3 separate regions of the Mus musculus genome follow, and regions 2 and 3 are each linked to region 1. Evidence: chromatin contacts called from public HiChIP or PLAC-seq data. All regions are on one chromosome and are shown on one strand. Each heading gives the region's core, a stretch centred on a gene start, on an enhancer-like site or on the middle of the called end of the contact. The rest is flanking DNA. Distances are from core to core; before and after follow the strand shown. Region 1 holds the start of Anxa13 (annexin A13). Region 2 overlaps Fer1l6 (fer-1-like 6 (C. elegans)). Region 3 overlaps Fer1l6 (fer-1-like 6 (C. elegans)).

Region 1 (2,817 bases), core at 145-2,644:
GGGGATTCAAAAATGAAATCCACAAAAATTCTGCTCCAGTCTCAAAAGGCAACTGCCCTGATCAGGAGTGGTTTTTCAAGGGACAAAATGCAGGTGCTGGACTGGTGGTCTCCTAAAATCCCTTGTGTCCATTTAAAGAATTATATTGTAATGTAATTAGTTTTTTATTCCTGGGAAAGGCAGTGAATACATAACTCATAATCTTGGCTAGCTGGAAAAAGGCTATTTGCATATGAGTTAAACTTAACAACCCTCTGAAAACAGTACTTTAATACAAGTAAAGGCAAACTCTTATAAACAAGGCTAGTGTGCAGAAAAAAAATTTAGATTTTTACTCCCTTTACCCCTAGTGTCATGTTCTATAAATATCTATATTAAGTTTATTGTGTATATGAAATATCACCATAAAAAGTTACCATGGCTGCAACATGACCTCATCCAGGTTCTTACTGGCTAGCTTCAGATATTCATATCTCAGCACAGAAAAATCTGATGCAAAGGCACATTTCACTAATGTGTAGGATATAAAGTAATGCAAACTAGATAATCAGAGTGGAATGGGCTAGGGCAGTGAGTGGGAGAAAGAGGAATTACTGATCAATAGACAAAATTTCATTTAAGAAAGAAGCAGAAGTTGTAGGTCTGCTTCTGAATATTATACTTGTAGCCAGTAAAACTGTTATTGTACACTTAAAATTTGTTAAGATGGCAGGTCCCATGTTAAGCAGTATTACTAAAATAAATGGTTTTCAAAACAAGGGAAAACTCTCATTCAATTCTTATCTACCTTATGGAACAAAGATTCCAAATGGTGAGTGTTTTGGTCAGTTTTTCTGTCGATTCAGACATGCTATTTGTAAGCCTAGACATTTTAGAAGTAAAAAAGGAAACATTTAGTCGATTTCGTGAACAATTGCAAATATCTGGGTGCTGGGCAATAACACTGGAGGATTTTCACCTTGTAGTCTAAACTAGATGGCCTCACAGGAGTGTCTTTATCTCGCTGTACTCATATTTCCAACAGGACCTCATCTGTCCCACAGACTCTGAACAGGAATAGTCTCTGACGATTTGCACAATTTCGCCACAGTTAAAAGCTTTACCTATGCATTCTACAAATAAATGCTAGCCATTTGCTCACTGCCGTGAGGCAATCTTTATTGGGTTATATTAAACACCTTTTTAAAAAGCACAGGACACTCTTGCTAATACTAGCCACGAGGGGACTATTAAAGCGATAAAGCATGAAGGTATCAACTATGAGCTCACAGCTGGATTCTTTCACAAGATAACCAAACAGAAAACGGAGTCCCAAAGGCAGTTAGTTAATACTTACATGACGATTCCCCATTTCCTCTTCTCTGGGATGACTGCCCTGGGTTTCTTCAAGAAGAGACTAGTCCTCCCACAGACCAAGTTTATAATGGATTTTGCAGGGCACACTATCTCCTGCGTTTAATAAGTAACTTTTGGCATTGGATTTGAATACACTGTTGGGGATGGGTAGGGAGTGGCGATGGCTCTGAATGTGCTCTAGCTATGCACGCTGGACGGGCAGGCCATCCGAGAGACCGTACACCCAGGGAACGAACCGGAGCTTAGACTCTTTAAAGTTGAATTAATTTATCACAACTAAAGGGCTAAGCTCCACTTGCTTCTAATAGTTGAAAGAATTTGAAAAGATTATTTTGCCTTTTCCCCATCTTGATGGAGAAAGGTTCTCATCGTATAGCCCAAACTAGACTTGAACTGGAAGAAAGCCTCCTGTTTCAGCTCTAGAGTGTTGATGTTATCATCATTTACTACCACTCTTGGCATTACAATCATTTTCTTAATTAATTGGTCTTAATCATTTCTTAATCTTACCTATGTGCGTGTGCATGTGTGTATGTGTGCATGTCGTCATGGAGAACACATGAAGGTCGGAGGACAAGTCAGCTCTCTCCTGATATGTGCGTCTGGGGGAATCAAACTCAGGTGGTCAGCATTGGCAGCAGGCACCTTTACCTGCAGATGCATCTCAATAGCCCCAAGTGTGTGTGTGTGTGTGTGTGTGTGTGTGTGTGTGTGTGTGTGTGTAATAATAAAAGCATTGCTGAAAGTACACTCCTTAAATGTCAGCACTTGGGAGGCAGAGGCAGGCAGATCTGTGTGACTTTGAAGACAGTTTGGTCTACACAGTGAGTTCTAGGTTAGCCAGTGCTACATAATGAGACCTGTCTTAAAACCCATGGTCATCATCAGCATCATAGCATTAACCAAGCAGACTGAAACTCCATTTTATTTATATCACTATTCTTATTTTGTTATAGATAATTTTTTATGATACATGGAGTTGTACTGGATCATCATTCTTTTTTTTTAAGACTTATTTTTTTAGTTTATGTATATGAATACACTGTTGCTCTCTTCAGACACACCAAAAGAGGACACCGGATCCCATTACAGATGGTTGTGAGTCACCATGTGGTTGCTGGGAATTGAACTCAGGACCTCTAGAGGAACAGTCAGTGCTCTTAACCACTGAGCCATCTCTCCAGCCCCCAAGGGTCATCATCATTCTTACAATCTGAATAGTTTTTAAATAATAATAATAATAATAATAATAGCTGCCAGTCTGAGTAACTTTTTTTTTCAACAAAAAGATGACCATTAAAAGTAAGCCTACTGAGTTCTCAGTTTCTTCTTCTAGAGGCTTGCTTCTGTGACTCCTTCTAAAAATGGTCTATACATACGTGCCAATGTCCATTTCCCCACTTGCCTCTCCTGTCTGTCTGTCTGCCTGTCTTCCATTCTTGGTATGTGTATCTACAACCA
Region 2 (2,817 bases), core at 150-2,649, 180 kb after region 1:
CTTGCTCGAACCTCCAGACAAGCTCCCAAGATCTTGGCAGAGGCTATGATCTTTTGAAGGTTTCACAGGACAGAAGGACCCATCTCCCAAGATGGCTGCCTGATACTCAGGAGGCCTTAGTACCTTGTTGGTTATTGATATGAGAATGCAGTTCCTTACTCTGGAGGCCTCCCATAAATTCTGATAATCCTTATGACTTGGTAGTTGGTTGCCTTCCCCGAAGGTGGTGACCTAAGAGAGAGAATGGCCATGACCAAGCCATGACACCACAGGCTGACATTTCTACTGTGCTCCTTCTTCTTGTAAGGAACAAATCCTCTGTCTCCCGCAGCCAGAGTAGATCAACCCTTTCTTGCTATGTGTTTTTTAATTTTTCAACTTCCCAGGGTCACAGAGCCCAGTGTCACTGTCAGCAGAAACTTCCTGCACATCTGGATGCTGGGAGACCCTCTTTTGTCTTTTCCTCTTCTGTCTCATTACGTGCCAAAGCTTCTTTCTCCTCTGCCAAACTCCCACAGAGCATAGCCAGCCTGGGGAATGTGAGCATTTTTAAAGTCTTGCTCACCATGGGCAAGAGTAAACAGAGAGCCCAACTCCATGGAGCTTATGCTGTGGAAGGAGAGAGAATGTATGCAAAAATATATACAACAGGAAGATGGAAGTGAGGGGCATGTTAGGAACTACATATTGCTGTTATTTATGGCATGAGAAAGATTGCTATTTAAAAAATTTTGGCCTTTTGTGTGGGACCGCTGGATTTAAATTGTATCAGTATGGTACAGAGGCTAGTGTGCAACAAGACATGCTTACCTCTGTTTGATTCTTTGGGCAGACGACTTGACCCCTATGCTAATTGCTTTTCTCTTTGCTGAGACAAAACTGACTAAAATCAGTCTCAAGAGAGGGGGTTTAAGGTTCAAAGTTTGAAGACACAGTCCATCATAGTGGGGAAAGCATAGCAGCAGGGGCCTGCGGAAGCTGGTTACATTGTATCCACAGTCAGGAAGCAGAGAGATGAACATTGAGGCTCAGCTCTTGTGAGCTCAGTACACATTAAGTAACAATTATTTCTCCGGTTCAAGGCATACTTCCAGAATTGGGGGGTTGGGGCTAGAAATTGGAACTTGAAGGATGTGAAAGATTAAAAGATAATTCAAACTATTGAGATATTTACTGTAATTATAATTTGTAGGGCTTATATGTCTGCTCTTCACAAGTGGTCCAGGTCTTATTGTGAGACTTTTGTCACAGATAAGGAAAGTAACAGCCAGAGGATGGATGGCACTTGCTCAAAGTCCAGTACCTGGCAGCTGAATTGCTGCCACATCTGTCATCTTTGAGGCCTGTTTTCCCTCTAGTCTCTGTGGTTTTTACCCTCCTCCCAGAGAGTAAACTCAGCCCCCAAACTGCAAGATAAGAGGCTGATAGGTACTGACTAAGTCTTACACTCTGCTCTGCCCTGCTCTCTGTTTCTGGTCAAAAAGAAAACATTTCCTGGATTTTCCAATGTCACAGGAAAGGTCACCTCTCACCCAATTATCTGAAATCTGTTGCTTCTTTTAGGGGCCTACTTCAGGACTCTTGTTCTGTTCACCCCATGTCTGTGGGGCCACAGCTGTTTTGTTCTCTTAGCTTACTGCTAAGGAATTTAAGCCCTGCTCTTCTTTCCTTGGACTTTAGTAAATCCAGCTGCAAAGCCAGAGAACCCTTTTATACCTCTTCACCTCACTCAGAATCTTCACTCAGAAATAATTCCCCATTAGGAAGAGCTACTTGCAAAGAACTGAGTATTACCCTATGGTGTACTGGTTGGCTCTCAACCTTTCTAATGCTGTAATCCTTTAATAAACTTCCTCGTCTTATGGTGACCCCTCCCCCCCCCAACCATAAATTACTTTCATTGCTACTTCCTGATTGGAACTCGGCTACTGTTAAGAATTGTAACGTAGATATATTTGGGAGATAGAGGTTTGCCAAAGGGGTCATGGCCCACAGGTTGAGAACCACTGCCGCATGACCTGCCACACTCCAGTCTTCCAGATTACCTGTAGGTTTTTTGACCATGCAGTCTTGGTAAAGAATAGGTCTTAAGCCATAGCTGACTTAGTCTTGCTGTGTGACCTTGGAAGCCCCTTAGTCTTTTTGCACTTTATTTTATAAAGCTAAACACTAGAGGTTGGAGTAGAGAGCTCTAATGTCCTTTCAATATAAAAGCATTTCTGACTCAGATACAAGTGGATCCCTTCCAATAGTTTTCAGTGTGTCCGGCACCCCAGATACACAGGATTGATTGAAGCTTTTGCTATGCCTAACACTTCCCTCTTTTTATGAGTTTCCTAATTGCCCTACAGTGTTATTACTGTGAAGAGACACCATGACCAAGGCAATTCTTATAATGGCAAACATTTCATTGTAATTGGGGCTGGCTTATAGCATTATCATCATAGCAGGAAGCACGGCAGTGTGCAGACAGGCATGGTGTTGGAGGAGCCAAGATTTCTACATCTTCATCTGAGGTTAGCCAGGAGGAGACTATCTTCTGCAGGCAGCCAGGAGGAGACTCTTCCACACTTAAGCACTAGCAGACCTAAAAGCCCACCCCCACAGTGACACACGTCCTCCAACAAAGCCACACCCATCCAATAAGGCCACACCTCCTAATAATGCCAGTCCCCATGGGCCAAGCCTATGGGGGCCAAACCGATTCAAACCACCACACTAATTATTTAAGGAAGTGAACGTTGACTGTGGATCAGCCCCAAGGCAACAGGTTAGCATATGTTAATCTCAAAGAACACATGGGAATGATCTCGATTC
Region 3 (2,817 bases), core at 223-2,722, 160 kb after region 1:
GGTCATGTGCTATCGTTCATTTTGGTTTTGTGAAGATCACTCTGCACAGATGGTGAGTGAGAGAGCATCATAAATCAATGGGCAAAGGAGTGCCAGCCATAAAGAAGCTGCTGCGGGGGACTTTCCTACGTTGAGAGGTCTCTCTCACACTCCAGAGTGTAAGCCCCAGAGGAAGGGGCCCATGGTCTGTTAGTTTCCTCTCCAGCATCCAACCTTGCACATTGTTTCACTTTTTGAGGTACCTAAGGATGCTTACTGCAATCTGCATCTAATGCCAGAAGCTCTGCATACATAAGGCTCAGTCATCTGCAGAGAATAGGCATTTATTTTATCTTGTTGCTGCAAGGCTACAAGCCACTCAACCCGGCACTAGTGTTTCCTCGGCTGACCCTTTGGTCTGGCTTTGGCCTGAGTTTCCTGACTGAGACCACAGTAAACAAGGTTCCTCTTCATCCAGCTCTTCTCTATTGCTACAGAGAATCAAATGTGGCCATGCCTGGGAGTGGGCTGATGGAGTCTCTCTCTATGGTGTTTTGTTTTGTTTTGTTTGTCTTGTTTTGTTTTGTTTTTGGCATAGTTGTCTGGTTAAAACCAGAACCCAAAAATGTCAAAGCTGGAAAGCACATTAGAAATAATTCGGTTGATGCACTTCTAGTTGAGTCTCAGAGGTCCTGGGAACAGCTACTGGGATGCCCTAGGGGAAAGCCTCATTTCCATCGCTCAGAATGACACCCGGAAAGCTTAAAACAAATGAGCTTTTGGCATAGAGTGTGTCATTTTGAGACTTTTCCCTTCCCAATATCTAGTTCTGCTTTGATTCACAGGTAGAAATTCCTAGATGATGAGATTTTTAAAAATACAAATACATACATTCTTATGCGTGCACACATATACATACACAAGTGCACACATTTGAACACATGCACACATGCAAGCATGCACACACAAGCACATACACACACACACGTGAGAGAGAGAGAGAGATATTCAATATATACTTGCATCTATAAAAAGAACCTGATTGCTTTAAACAGTTTTGAAGACCCTTTCCTCATATAATCATCATTTTATAGAAGGAAAAAGATCAGGAAAATCTTTCTGACTCACTTAAGCTTCCTTAGGCTGTGACAGGCACAGGGCTGGGGCACTGTTGTGTTTATCTTCCTAATGACTTTATGGTATATCAGGCACCAGCCCTGCCTTAACTATAGATAAGGAAAACATAGACCCACGGCAAGGTAAGTAAGGTGCACATGTGTGGCAACCTTGGGTCATCGGGCACTGTTCCCATGAATGACATCAGCATCCTCCCCTTAGGATGGGCAGATCTGAGGGTATGACTACAGTCCACTCACTTGACTTTGCTAAGTTCTTATAAATCTGTTTCCTTGGGGCTCCCTAGTGACCTGCTCTCCCTACAGTAGGTAAGTTGGTAGCTTAACACATGCGTTCTTTCACGGTTATGATGCCTAGATGCCTGATCCATGAGTCAGCATCTGTGGGCCAAAAACCTGAAGAACCTTTCTTCCCCTTCCAACTTCTGCATCACTCAGCATTCTGTCACTATGACAAAATTCCTGAGGTGACCATCTGATAAGGGAAAGATGTATTTTTAGCTCACAGTTTCAGTCCATGGATGCTTGGTTCTTAGGCAGCAGAAGAACCAAACATTGTAGGAATTCATTGTAGAGTAATAGCAGGGCAGGCCAGGATCCCGACCTCTACTGCATAGACATGCCCCTGGTTACTTAACTCCCTTCCACTAGGCCCCACATCTTACAGGTCTCCTACCTTTTAGGCATGGCATGATTTGACCACCAGAAATTCAACACATGACCTTGGGGACATTTAAGATCTAAACCATAACAAGGTGGGGTGAGGCTGTACTGTTCCTTGCTTTGTGATAGTTAGGGGTCAGGCTAATCTTTGTCTCCAGAGTCCCACAGCTGTCTTTGGCCCTGTTTAAAAATCTCTGTCTGCTCCTTCTTGTGATGATGCATATGATTGCAATGAGGTCCCACATGATAACACAGCATCATCTCCTTGTCTCCTTAGCCACTCCTGTGTCTGCAGTGGCTCCTACCGGCCCTGCTCAGCTTTCACTCTATGGACTTGTAGGATCCAGGGATGAGACCCTGTCTTTTTACAGCATGAGATTTTTGCTGTTAGAAGCTGGCTAGCACACTCAAGAATGACCACTCACTGGGATCTTGCCTCGGGTTTCCCGACTGTTTCATTTATTTTGGGAGACTGTTTTTGTCAAGGTCTTGGATAGGTTTCCTTAGTCTGTACATCTGTTTGTTTGAACCTTCTATCCCTTCTTACAAAGGAATGGATACACACACATTAAACTATGCATCTGTCTGCCTGGCTTTTCTGTTAATACCATATCTGATTCAATAGTGGTAGGGGCTCCGGTGCCTTCCATCGTGGTGGGCAGAAAGTGGAGGCTTGTTTACCATCATATACTTAACAAAAATCCTCTTTCTTCATTTGTTTCTCTAGATGGTAACGAGTCTGAAATACCACAGAAAGGACCTTCTCATCAGGAAGGTCCAGAAGACTTGACTAAGGACGATGCTTTCCTTGCACCCGGTCCCTCGGCTCCTTCAAAGAGAAGGTATGGTGTTTGTATAGTTAGCCCACTCACTTTGCACCCTGGGTATGCCAGGCTCCCAGAAGACTGGAGAGACCTAGTTTCTGTCCACCAGGAGCCAAAGGGCTAAGATGGGAAGAGAGTTCTGTGTTCATTCAACTTCTCTCAGAGTGGCAACCTTCAGATGCTGGCCAGCCTTCAGCACAATTCTGGTCCCACTA

Evidence for each region. HiChIP or PLAC-seq counts read pairs in DNA pulled down with a chosen protein or histone mark.
Region 2: an HNF4G HiChIP or PLAC-seq map of pancreatic cancer cells shows a contact between it and region 1. The contact joins the enhancer-like site here to the promoter of Anxa13 in region 1. A contact is called at or near these places in 1 of 39 promoter capture datasets (pre-B cells), 2 of 15 datasets of contacts at CTCF or cohesin (embryonic stem cells and pro-B cells), 24 of 484 Hi-C or Micro-C datasets (the MNK3 cell line, bone marrow-derived macrophages, conventional dendritic cells and 11 more) and 1 of 115 datasets of contacts at active chromatin or transcription factors (pancreatic cancer cells).
Region 3: a FOXA1 HiChIP or PLAC-seq map of pancreatic cancer cells shows a contact between it and region 1. The contact joins the enhancer-like site here to the promoter of Anxa13 in region 1. A contact is called at or near these places in 6 of 39 promoter capture datasets (the HPC-7 cell line, embryonic stem cells, liver and 2 more) and 1 of 115 datasets of contacts at active chromatin or transcription factors (pancreatic cancer cells).

The regions. Positions count from the first base shown.
Region 1 is chr15:58,387,880-58,390,696 of GRCm38.p6, forward strand. Anxa13 (annexin A13) reads right to left here and starts at 1,395. Exons shown (of 8, transcript NM_027211.2): 1 at 1,337-1,395. The coding sequence starts at 1,351.
Region 2 is chr15:58,565,807-58,568,623 of GRCm38.p6, forward strand. All of the region lies in intron 11 of Fer1l6 (fer-1-like 6 (C. elegans)), which reads left to right. Among named protein-coding and RNA genes, the nearest start is that of Gm36451, 30 kb to the right of the region's middle. Within about 2 kb of position 1,400, at least 18 of the 459 cell types and tissues checked have an H3K27ac peak or open chromatin away from gene starts, as enhancers often do. A contact at or near this core is called in pancreatic cancer cells, where this site is marked.
Region 3 is chr15:58,545,814-58,548,630 of GRCm38.p6, forward strand. It overlaps Fer1l6 (fer-1-like 6 (C. elegans)), which reads left to right. Exons shown (of 41, transcript NM_001370912.1): 3 at 2,506-2,620. Among named protein-coding and RNA genes, the nearest start is that of Fer1l6, 37 kb to the left of the region's middle. Within about 2 kb of position 1,473, at least 20 of the 459 cell types and tissues checked have an H3K27ac peak or open chromatin away from gene starts, as enhancers often do. A contact at or near this core is called in pancreatic cancer cells, where this site is marked.